3 separate regions of the Zea mays genome follow, and regions 2 and 3 are each linked to region 1. Evidence: chromatin contacts called from public Hi-C data. All regions are on one chromosome and are shown on one strand. Each heading gives the region's core, a stretch centred on a gene start, on an enhancer-like site or on the middle of the called end of the contact. The rest is flanking DNA. Distances are from core to core; before and after follow the strand shown. Region 1 holds the start of LOC100282633. Region 2 holds the start of LOC100277178. Region 3 holds the start of LOC103647596 (transcription factor MYC2).

Region 1 (3,864 bases), core at 379-2,878:
ATCAAAGTAATCGAAAAAAGTTCAACCATGGCAAGATTTATATTGTCATTCTATTTTGAAAGCACTGAGTCCTTGGCCTCCCTCCCAGTCTTGTACAACTGTACCTCCTTGTCCAGGCGGTGTATCGGCCCATGAGTGCGAGTCACTTGGCCTGCAGTGTAAAGTCATGCCATGGGGAAGATGATGATGCATTAAGCAGTGGAGGTGGCTGCAATAGGGTCAATTTGATCGGAAGGTAGACAGACGAGTTACGACTTACGAGATTATCCATCTCGATCAAGGGGTGGATGGTCATAGATGGAGAATTTTTTGGGTGAATAAGAGTTGGGTTGAAGGGTTGATTATTTGGCAAACACCTGTGACCCTCCACATGTAAGGGTTTAGAACCACCCATCAGATAATAAGTTAATTAGATACATTAGTTTCAAAATCAATGGAGAAAAATCTTAGGTGAGTAAAAAAATTAAGACGAAGTGTATGCTTTCAATTTCTTAGCTACTTGATAGTATATAGATACAAATTAAAGATCAATATCAGAGAAAACAAACCAAACCTTTAAAACCGAGCACCCGAGTAGAGATGAAAGTGGATATTTAAACTGTTAGGACAAAATTAATATATTCAAATAGATATGCATGAAATTTGATGTTGATCTTTTCTTGTGTTATCAATTTCTTGTGTTATCAAGCACACTATTACATTTAAAAATAAAATTTTGCACAATTTGTTTTATGCATTAGTCGCTCTCTACAATAAAAAATATGAAAAAATGTATTTGTATTTGTATGCGAAATGTATATCTATCATTTAAGAAGAAGATATATATACCATCAATTTTGTGGGTTATGTTTATAAATTTTTACAAGTTTAATGCTAAAAACAAGAATATAAATCAGTATATCAGATTATATATCCTATTTATTTACAACCAAATAAAAAATGCTAAAAAATAATATCCGAATAAGTATTCGCTTTTACCCGTACATTCGGACATGCTGCCTGCCTATGGAACTTCTGCACGATGAGCAAACTAAATCAGCCCTCTTTCTCTACTTCTACTCCGAATTTATGTTGTCTCTAGAAACTGTATATATGATTATGCACAACACTATTTTACATTATACAATACATACTTTATAAGTAGAGTTTTAAATAGGACACACAAAGCTTACCCGTTTTCTAGCCTTCTCTCATGATTTTGCATGATCTTGTGTCAGGATTTCTCCATCTCATCTCCATGGACCTGAAAACGACTGGTCGCTTGGTCATACCTGCCGTCAACTCTCGTGCAAGCCGACTCGCACCCTAGGCGCGCCGATAGCCAACTCGCACGTTTCTACCGCGTAAGTATCGGCGCCGAGTCTGACCTCAAAACCAACCTGTCACAGAACAGAAGCCTGGGCTGGTCAAAGGCCCGACCGGCCTCGCGGAGTCGCTGCTCCCCTCCTTCCACTGGCTTGCGATACAATCCTAGAGCACTCAGAAAACCCCACGCGGCATGCGGCGCACCACGCACGCCCTGACGTAGGCGTAGGCTGCTGATGCGCGGACGCGAACCAGCCCGAGCGCCCGTCTCTGATTCCCTTTTCTTCCCTTTAAAAACACGCAAGAACCTACCCGGTGACGCTACCAAACGGGCGGGGCCGCACCGACCGAACCTAACCGAGAGCACGAGCATACCCGTCCCGACTCCGACTGCAGAGCATCAGCCGAGGAGAAAAGTCGGGAGAAACGCGCGTGACGTCTGCCCGCGTCGTATGCGCCGCGCTGCCGTCGCCGCGACGACGACGACGACCAGGATGGCAGCCGAGGAGATGAGACGGGCCTCCGCCTCAACGGCCACGGCGGAGATGCCGGCGTCGCCGGCGCCGGCGCAAGCGGGGTCGAGGTGGGCGCGGGTGTGGCCGCGCGCGCTCCGGTGGATCCCCACCTCCACGGACCGCATCATCGCCGCCGAGAAGCGACTCCTCACGATAGTCAAGTACAACCTCGCCCCACTGTTCAATTTAGCAACTAGTATCATTAAGGCTTTTCACTGATGCAGTTCAGATAGTTACTTGTGAATTGCCGGAACAGCTAGTCACTTCCGCCTTCTTTCCTCCAATTTATCAAAATTGCGTATCAAAATCGCGCGTCAGTTGGTACAAACTTTAGGCTCTTGACCGGAACAGCTGCACGGCCACTTAGCTTCAAAATACATTGCATTTGCACCGGTGCTAATTCGTGATTGGTTGTCGGTTCATCTTTAGTCTAGCTCGGAGCTAAGATTAAGGCCCCTTTCACCCCTTTGCATGTTGATCACGAACCCCAAGGTTTTGGAACTGTAGGGGAACTGCGTGCCCTTGCCCTGTCATGAAGTCTGACTGGGCTATTGCTGCAGTTTCACCAGCACTCTGCTATTAGTGCTGTAGCTAACTGCTAACTAGTAAATGCAAAGCTGCAAAGGTTATGGAGCAAACAGTTTATGAGTTCTACTAACTGAAATGCTGGGGACCGAAAGCATACCTGTAGGTTTTCTAAAAAAAAAGTCATAACATTGTCACTTAAATACTGTCGTTCATCTGAACCTAGTGATTGCAAGCACGCGGTCGCTTCTGATTATACTGAAATGTTGCAAGGTGTTCGAAAGAGTGAGGTAGGAACTACATAGCATGCCTTAGTATAATATATTGGTTCGTTTTAAATCTGTGTAAGAAGTTGTAAAATACCATACTGTCCCTATGGCACTGCTAGTTTTGATATAAACTGTGACATATTTTGTTATTATTGTTGCATGGGGCTCTAATGTCATATTTTTAGGCTGCTGTCTTTGTTGATAAATGCGCCTTTATCATTTCATTCTAGACATTGTGTATCACTTTTGTATTTTGCTGGTTCATGACGTACCTTTCATCTCTGTCTTTACAGAACTGGATATGTCCAGGAACGAGTCAACATTGGCTCTGCTCCACCTGGGTCAAAAGTAAGATGGTTTAGGTCAGCAAGTGATGAACCAAGGTTCATTAATACTGTAACATTTGATAGCAAGGAGAATGCCCCCACCCTGGTTATGGTCCATGGCTATGGAGCTTCACAGGGGTTCTTCTTTCGAAACTTTGATGCCCTTGCAAGCCGTTTTAGGGTGATTGCCATTGATCAGCTTGGGTAAGTTTTGACAAAAGTGGCACATATTTTTTTATTATCGATCACTATAGGTCTTCAGTAGTAGTAGATTCATCACAATCAAGGAAAATGACTTTGTTCGACTATTATTTTTTAATTGATCTGGCCCTTAAATCGTAAAATCTCATGGCATATGTTTTAGAGGTGTCAGTTCTGATTTTACCTTCCTCTGATGCATTTGATGGCAGTATGGCACTATAGAATTGACTTCTCTCGTTCCTTTTGCAGCTGGGGTGGTTCAAGCAGACCTGACTTCACATGTAAAAGTACCGAAGGTCGATACTTCATTCTTTGCCTGCACAACTTTAGATATGATGCCGGTTCTTTTACCATGTCACTCATAACCCACAACTGTCATTAGCTTTTATATTCATCGTTTTAGCATTCCATGTTATCAAAATTCTCTGATGGTATTTTGATATGTTTTTTCTATTTAAACTTAGTTGTTTTATTTTATGAAGCCTAAATAGATCTATTCCATCAAATTCGTATATTTATTCAGTTCTTACCATATGCTTATGAGTGGTGTAGTGACAAGTTACATTATTTTGCCTTTCTTATGGTGTGTTTGTAAACAGAAACTGAGGCATGGTTCATAGATTCTTTCGAGGAGTGGCGCAAGGCCAAGAACCTCAGTAATTTTATATTGCTTGGTCACTCTTTTGGAGGATATGTTGCTGCAAAATATGCGCTAAAGGTATG
Region 2 (3,864 bases), core at 1,003-3,502, 210 kb before region 1:
GAGGACGAGAATGACTTTTTTTAGTGCAACAGAAAAGTTGTTAGAGAGTAAAAAGGTATAGAAAACGGTTTTTATGTAAACATTTTTTAAATAATAACTTAAATAGTGAAATTTAGAAAGACTCTTATCTCGGAGTTAAAACATGACCGAGAATTTGACAAAATTGCTGCTCTCTCCGTGGAAAACACAAGAAGATATTTAGAGTGTAGTCCGTCTTCGCCTCTGAACCCTGCTCAGTCCTTGCGTTTCCAGCTGGTTAACTGCGGTGTCATCGGCAGCAGTCCACAAATTCAGATACCTCAAGTGTGCCATCTGTTTGGCCCACCCACCAGCCACCACCCCAGTCACGTAGCGTAGAGCGACTGAACACTGGCTGCGCACGCACAAGATGACTCGTGGAATTGGCGACCGGACCAGATCAATTCAGCCCCCGCAATCATTCAGCTACAAGTCTGCAGACAACTCCGCATGCCGCAAACAACATGCGGCAACTTGCTGGTTGGTGTTGGTGGTCAGGAAGAACAGAGAGGAAGCAAAGAACATGAGGTCAGTTCCAAGTTTCTAGTCTTCGGCCTTCGTGATTGTTGGCACCGATCCGGCCGCCAATCACCACGTCGAGAATCGGCGGCGATGTCCTATACAGGCGCGGACGGTCCGTGGTTACTGGTCAGGGATGGATGGTCCACAACCTGGCACAAGGCTCGGGTTTCCTGGCTGACGGGCCGGACGGTCCGCGCGTGCGCGGGGGCAGCGGAGTTCGTCGATGGCGCTTGAATCTCGCTCCCGAGAGGGACCCCATCGGGGAGGAGAGATCTTAGGTGTTGTCTACGGTCGACAAGCCGATCTAGACACCTCTAATCGACGTAGAGCCGAAGAGAAGCGGAAAATTTGGGGATTGAGAGATTAAACTAAAACTACTCCTAATGTCTAAGATAAAAACAAGAGATAAACTGATTATTGATTTGATTGATCATCATTAATCGACCGTATTTCTCTATGTTTATAGAGGAGGGGGTTGGACCCGTTACAAACAATCTCCCGAGTTAATTTCACGAATTTAGCTAACAACCGTAGCAAAAACTCGGAATCCTAATTGTCTCTGTGCGCGCGGACTGTCCGCCAGCGGACCGTCCGGTCCCTCGTTTTAGTGCTCAACCATGATCAATCTTTGTGCGTCTATTACTACATGGGATACTTTGAGAAACTTCTACGGAAAGTGAAGTGGCTGATGAAGATTTGGAAACGAAACCGTGGTTGACAATCGGAAGAATCTGTGCAGCGGGGTACACGTTGCTCTTCTGTGCTACGAGTCTATTCCTCGACTCTAACTGCTATTTCAACGCCTTGCAGGCTAGGAGTTGTATTGCGTGAACGAGTTAGTTTTCTGTGTGACGAAATATGTTGTGTTAGTTGTTACAGTACATTATTCTCAATTTGTGATCGTGAATTCAGCATATATATGGTGCAAATTCTGTCAAGAAACCGCAGTGGTTTAGGATAGTGGAAAGTCCCCCATCAAGAGGCTACGTGGTGAACGTCAAGTCGTCAATACGTCATTAACATAAAAAAGAACTGAAAAGAACTTTCAAGTTTATAAATTTGTTTCTTGCAAGACACAAGAGGTAAGGGAAACAAGCAATCCAGCAAGTTTTATTTTTTGAAGTTAAGTTACAATCCAGCAAGTATTGACATTCAGTTCCATAAAGAATATAACACCGTCAATTCCTTCACTCAACTGTTGACTGGAGCAAGCAGTGATGATCTAAAAAACTGAAGATTTCTTTGAGGAGCTGTGAAGCAAGTCAATGCTATTTTGTAGCTTATTGTTGTATCTTGTTCTTGCTAATTGCAAGGTAGATGGAGTGTTCAGTGAAAACAATATCAAGTGGATCAATACTTGTATTCACTTTGTTTCATATCCAATTTAACAATCTCAATCGCTATGAAATTTTGCTCTCCGCACTCTGTTTTATTGGCGCTGTGCTGATGGTGGGTGGGTGGTGCAGCCTACGGGAGCCACAGGACTGGAAAAAGAAATATGAAAAAAGTGGACCGAATTTGTTCTGTTGGGCTGCTCCATACGCTAAAGGAGAGGGCAGCAGATCACCGTTGGTTTGAAGATCGACGAGCGCACGGCAGCCTGCCGTAAGGCAGCGGATCTGGTTCCGTCTGGCTCGGCCCGTCAAGCCGGCTGCCGGTAGGAGCGGAGGAGACGGCGTCTCGCCGCTCGCTTCGTTTCCGCCTTCCCCCTCCCGCAAGTCGCCGCCGGCTCGCATTCGTGGTTCCGCGTGGGGGGTCCGTGGAAACGCGACAAGAGAGGCGGAAGCGATGGCGAAGTCGTGCAAGGGGTTGGCCATGGAGCTCGTCAAGTGTCTCAGCGAGACCGACTGCGTCAAGGTTGGTTGGCTCCGTTTTCCTTCCTTCTTCCTAATCCACCCACGCCGCAGGTTCCCGTTGCCTGTTTCAATCCGATTTAGGCGTAAGCGTAGTTAGCTGCGGCGGACATCACCCGCAAGCTAGTGCCGGGCGATGAGATCCAGTATGGGTGATACTGGCTATTTCTATTCTCATGATGCGGTTGTGTGCAGGTGCAGAAAAGGCCGTACAAGGAGTGCGCTGGGGAGAAGGTGCCAAACATTACCAGCGAGTGCGTTGGCCTGCGGGAGACCTACTTCAACTGCAAGAGGGGCCAGGTGTGTCCTGATCCTTGCAAATTACTTGTATTAGTTATTGCTAGCTTCCTGTTGATAGGTCATACTGCGAATCGGAGTGCCAGATGATATGTCGTGGACTTGAATGTATTACTGTTTCGTTGGAGACATTGATTCTCCATTTGTTTCGGTGTTCTCCCACATTTGAAGTAGTGCCTAGTGACTGTTCACCGTTAATTCTTGAATTCCCGTGGTATTATGCTTTATGGAGGTGCCAGTAATCAACATTCAGAGCCGAATAATTAGAAATTAGACATTCTTGGGCATGGCGCTAATACCCGTACCTCAGTCTAATAAGATGGTGTTCATGCTCATGTTATTATGTTCATGAGATTAGTTTGTGGAATGTTCAAGGACACTATACCATTCTGATCTTAGACCTGTAGACTATGGCTGATCCGATGCCTACACAGAATTGTGTGACAGGCGACGAGCTAGGTTTCCATCTATGCCTGAGTTGAATGTTAAAATTGTTAATAGATTAAAAGTTACTGTATCATGTCATTGTGTATGCAGTGAAAGATCTCTGTCGCAGTTGTTTGGTTAATTGTATTTTGTAAATGTGGAAAACATAAAAGTTATATTTCTGGAGTAGCTTTGCCAGTTTTATTTGTTTCAGTTATTTCACATCGTTGCTGTTTCTCAATGAATGTTGTTAGTTTCTTAGTTTTTATGGGTGTTACAGCTTAGAGTCTGAGGAACAGGACTTTGTTCAACAAATGAGGCTAAAAATTAATTTCAATCTAGCGAAAATAAATAGTGGCTGTACAATGATGTTGATCTTTCCCTTGGTGCACAATGATAGTGCGGTGGTTCGTCAGTGAGTGGTGGTAACAGCCACCTGCGTTTGAAATCCTAGCTTGCACAAAACAGATACCCATACCCTCACTGCTACACACACAAAAAGTGGCAGGGAGCTGGCCTGTGGTAACGTTGTTGTCCTACCAGCAGCAGCAGATAATGGCAGTGGTCACTGGCCTGGTTTATGGTGCGGCAGGCGAGGCCTGGGTTGTTTTAAAAAAACTTTTCCTTAATATTGATTCAATGACTTTGAAAAACTTAATCTTGGAATGTGGTCAGAATTATCATTTTTCTCCTGTCTGCCAAACTTCCAATTAATTGTTCCGATCATTGCTGTTAAAAGAGTATGGAG
Region 3 (3,864 bases), core at 853-3,352, 150 kb before region 1:
TTGTATATTAATGTTTGTGTTGGATATTTATGTCTGTGATGATATATGTGATGTATATATGTGATATCTGTGATGTATCTTTTGTTTGTTTGGATAGAATAGGAAAAACAAATAAAAAAGGTGTGTACTGGTCACTTTGCCGAGTGTGACACTCGGCAAAGAGGTGCTTTGCCGAGTGTCAGGACCATAGCACTCGGCAAAGAACCAAGACCTGGGCACCGATATAGGTTCTTTGTCGAGTGCGGTGGCCCTAGCACTCGGTAAAGAGGCACGCTTTGTCGAGTGCCCTACACAGCACTCGACAAAGAACCTGACATGGGGACCCGCTAGCGGATTCTTTGCCGAGTGCTGGCTGGTAGACACTCGACAAAGAATAACTTCTGTGCCGAGTGTATTAGGAGGCACTCGGCAAAGAGTAACTTCTTTGCCGAGTGTCACATAAGACACTCGGCAAAAACGCCGTCTCCGTCACCCCAGCGCCGTGACGACGGCTTTTCTTTGCCGAGTACTATCTGGCACTCTGTGCCGAGTGCCAGAGAAAAAGTACTCGACAAAGAAGTCTTTGCCGATGTACTGTTCGTGAGCCCTCTTTGTCGAGTACGACACTCGGCAAAGCCTATGCCGAGTGGTTTTCGGGCTTTGCCGAGTGCTTCAGGCACTCGGCAAAGCAACCGATTCCGGTAGTGATGGATGCAAGAAAAGTTGCATAATTTGGCTTTGATTGCGCCAGCACATCTAGATCTGGTTTGTTCTGTATAGACAAGCAAACATAGGATAATGTCTGATCAATGCACTGGAGAGCCTGATTAAGCACAGGCGGGTAACCAAACATATGGTATCTGAATGAAACCATGAGGATGCCATGATACATCAAGCCCTTCAACAGCTGCTAGTACTACATACAGGCACTTTATTCCATGGATAGGCCGCACAGAAGACAACACGCAGATTCCAGAGCACACGATGCAATGGATTAGTTACGATCGTCCATCGTCGTTCTACCCTCTAAATTAACATTAGCATCTACTTACCTATAACCTGATCGATCCGCGACACTTTCGCACTGCCTGTGTACGTACGTGACGCGATTGATGTTACGTTACGTTACGTACGGAGAGAGAGACGACGACCGTATGAGATCGGTGAGCGAGCTAGCTCTCTACGATCGTCTGGCTACTAGCACTAGCTAGGTAGCCGCGCTGTCCTGCATCCTCTGCAGCAGCGCGGCGCGGAGGCCGTCGTGGTCGTCGTCTTGCACTTGCAGCGGGCTCGCCACGTCAACCACGACGTCCTGAACCGTCATGCCGTTCACGCGGGTTACGCAGGCGTGCTGCACGTGCAGCTCCAGAGACCGGAGCGCGCTCATCAGCCGCGCGGGCGCGTGCGGAGCCGCGCTCGTCGCGCGCACCGCGGCCACGTCTGGCCCCAGCATGCGCACCTCCACAGCCTCGTCGGCGCCGCATGAGGCTGCGGCTGCTACGGGGTCGACCCACCTCGCGGCGGCGGCCCGCCTGGAGTCGGCCTCGAGCCGCGCGATACGGCCGCGCAGCTCCGCGATGTAGGCGGCGGCGTCCGCGAGGAGGGAGGCCTTGTCCATGCGGGACACGGTGGGCACGGCGGCGCGGAGGTCGCAGAACCGCCGGTTCAGCTTCTCCCGGCGCTGACGCTCGGCCTCCACGTGGCTGACCGTGGGACCGTCCGGGCGGGGGCCGGGCTTCCGCCCCCGCCGCTTCCCGCCCGGGCGCTGCTGCTGCGCAGGGGCGGCCGTGACGCTCGTCAACTCCTGCTGCTGCTGCTGCGGCGGTGGCAGCGGCACCGGCTGAGTAGGAAGCGGCTGCTCGGAGAGCTCGGAGTCCGGGGAGAGCGACCTCCCCGCCACGGGCCACAGGTCGTCCACGTCGTCGTAGCGGCCCTCGTTCTTGTCCAAGACGACGTCGTCGAGCAGCCATTGCTCGGGGACCTCGCAGGATGCGAACTCGATCACTGGGTTGCCGGCGTGGGAGAAGAAGGGTGGTGGCGAGGGCGGGGAAAAGGAGGAGCACGGGGAGAGCAGGTCGTCCATTGTCACCGCCGCCTATATATGGTGACTGAACCTCAAGTACCAGCGTGGGTGGGGCACTGCTGTGCTGTGTAGCCAGTACTTAGTAGCTAGCATATAGGGTTCTGCTTTTATAGTGCCAGCGATACATTTGCACTAGGAGCTCGGCTCTATCTGCTTTTGTTGCCAACAGGGCAGTTCCTTTTGGTTTTGGAACCGGCAGCTGGGATGTTAGGAGTTGGGAATGGGAAACTTTGCTTGTCTACCAGTTTTTAGGTTGTCTCTACCAGTTTACCCATCATATATTTCATCTCATCTCTTATTTCACAATATATTCTGTAAACAGTACAGTATACAATGCAAAACAGTGTGTTGTACAGCCATATATATCATCTGCTGGAGACAACCTTAAAAGTACATACTTGATACGAAAACACGACACACCATGGTGAGATCATGGCATGAGTTGGTCAAACTATTGCCCTGTTCTTTCTAAGAAACATATTGGTTAAACTCTTAAACTCGATTAGATTTACTAAAACTATTAGTAGTATTTTTATTTTCAAATAAATTTAGTATAAAAATAATGAGTTGGTCAAACTATTTCCCTGTTCTTTCTAAGAAACATATTGGTTAAACTCTTAAACTCGATTAGATTTACTAAAACTATTAGTAGTATTTTTATTTTCAAATAAATTTAGTATAAAAATAAATTCAACGGTCTATCTAATAATATTTGTTATGTACTATAAATATTGGTATTTTGTTATATATATTTGATCAAAGTTAAGTATATATTCATCCTAAAAAGTGAAAACAAAAGTTAAAAGCGGATGGAGGCCGGGGTACTCTGGACTCTAGTTCGTCTCAAAATAAGAAGTCCTAATAGCTATGTACATAGACAAGCACTTATCTAGATATACAACCAAAGATCAATTTATATTGGACAGAGAAAGTATATAATAAGTCACTAAAATTCTTTTTCGACCATAAAGCTTATTTTCTAAATCAAACAATTTTTATAGCAATAAATTTATTTTTGTGAATTTTTATGTGATTTCCACAAGAAATAGTTGGTGAATTGAGAATGAAAATGCTAGGCCACAGACACATTAAGATGTGCAAAAACATTAGGTAATATTTCTAGTTAGATCAAATCAAATAGATCAGGTAGTTATTATTCACTTTCGTCCACCCTCTTCAGTCCTGACTCCAAACCATTCTTATGCCTTTAGCCGATCGCCACAAACACCATTGCAACACTAAGAGCAGCTCCAATAGTTATGTATATTTCTACTACCTAAATCTGAGATTTAGCAAGTCCTCAAATAATATAGGAAACAAAAAAACTTATCTCCTCCAACAGTTCTCTATATATTACTTTCTAAATATGTTAAAACTTGTCATATCACCAATTTGAGTGGGATTAGCCATTTTTCCTTTTGTTTTCATCTCCCTTCTATAACTCGATCTCAAAATTGTGACCTCGTCAGCAAACTGATTCAACATGGTGAGTTGTGTTGTCCTTTTAATTTGTTGCCACAATTGTTTATTCTCGACCTGTGCATGTGCAACTGTTACATTATTAATTGTTTAATCTCTAACTTACTAGGTGCTGCAATTGTGCATCACCAACCGTCGACGCATGGGCTCAGAATGTGGAAAAGATGTCCAAATAAAAGAAGTGTGCTAGATTTTATGTTTCGGGAGTTGGTAAGTGGTTGCTAAATGTAGGTAGGAAATAAGGTTAGATGAGAAGTGACTAAATTTAGGAAGTTCATTTAGAGAGCTGTTGGAGATGAGTTTTTAAGTTAACTACCTAATTT

Evidence for each region. Hi-C and Micro-C count contacts between places; a contact is called where the count stands out from the background.
Region 2: a contact with region 1 is called in a Hi-C map of tassel, with 5 times the contacts expected there. The contact joins the promoter of LOC100277178 here to the promoter of LOC100282633 in region 1. A contact is called at or near these places in 6 of 25 Hi-C or Micro-C datasets (ear, endosperm, leaf and 2 more).
Region 3: a contact with region 1 is called in a Hi-C map of leaf, with 2.7 times the contacts expected there. The contact joins the promoter of LOC103647596 here to the promoter of LOC100282633 in region 1. A contact is called at or near these places in 5 of 25 Hi-C or Micro-C datasets (bundle sheath, ear, leaf and 1 more).

What each region holds. Positions count from the first base shown.
Region 1 is chr2:200,117,394-200,121,257 of Zm-B73-REFERENCE-NAM-5.0, forward strand. LOC100282633 reads left to right here and starts at 1,629. Exons shown (of 9, transcript NM_001155541.1): 1 at 1,629-1,981; 2 at 2,908-3,144; 3 at 3,391-3,437; 4 at 3,741-3,859. The coding sequence starts at 1,758.
Region 2 is chr2:199,904,592-199,908,455 of Zm-B73-REFERENCE-NAM-5.0, forward strand. LOC100277178 reads left to right here and starts at 2,253. Exons shown (of 3, transcript NM_001328636.1): 1 at 2,253-2,397; 2 at 2,595-2,693. The coding sequence starts at 2,329.
Region 3 is chr2:199,964,056-199,967,919 of Zm-B73-REFERENCE-NAM-5.0, forward strand. It overlaps LOC103647596 (transcription factor MYC2), which reads right to left and starts at 2,103. Exons shown (of 2, transcript XM_020549367.1): 1 at 1,817-2,103; 2 at 902-1,744. The coding sequence starts at 2,062. The coding sequence ends at 1,187.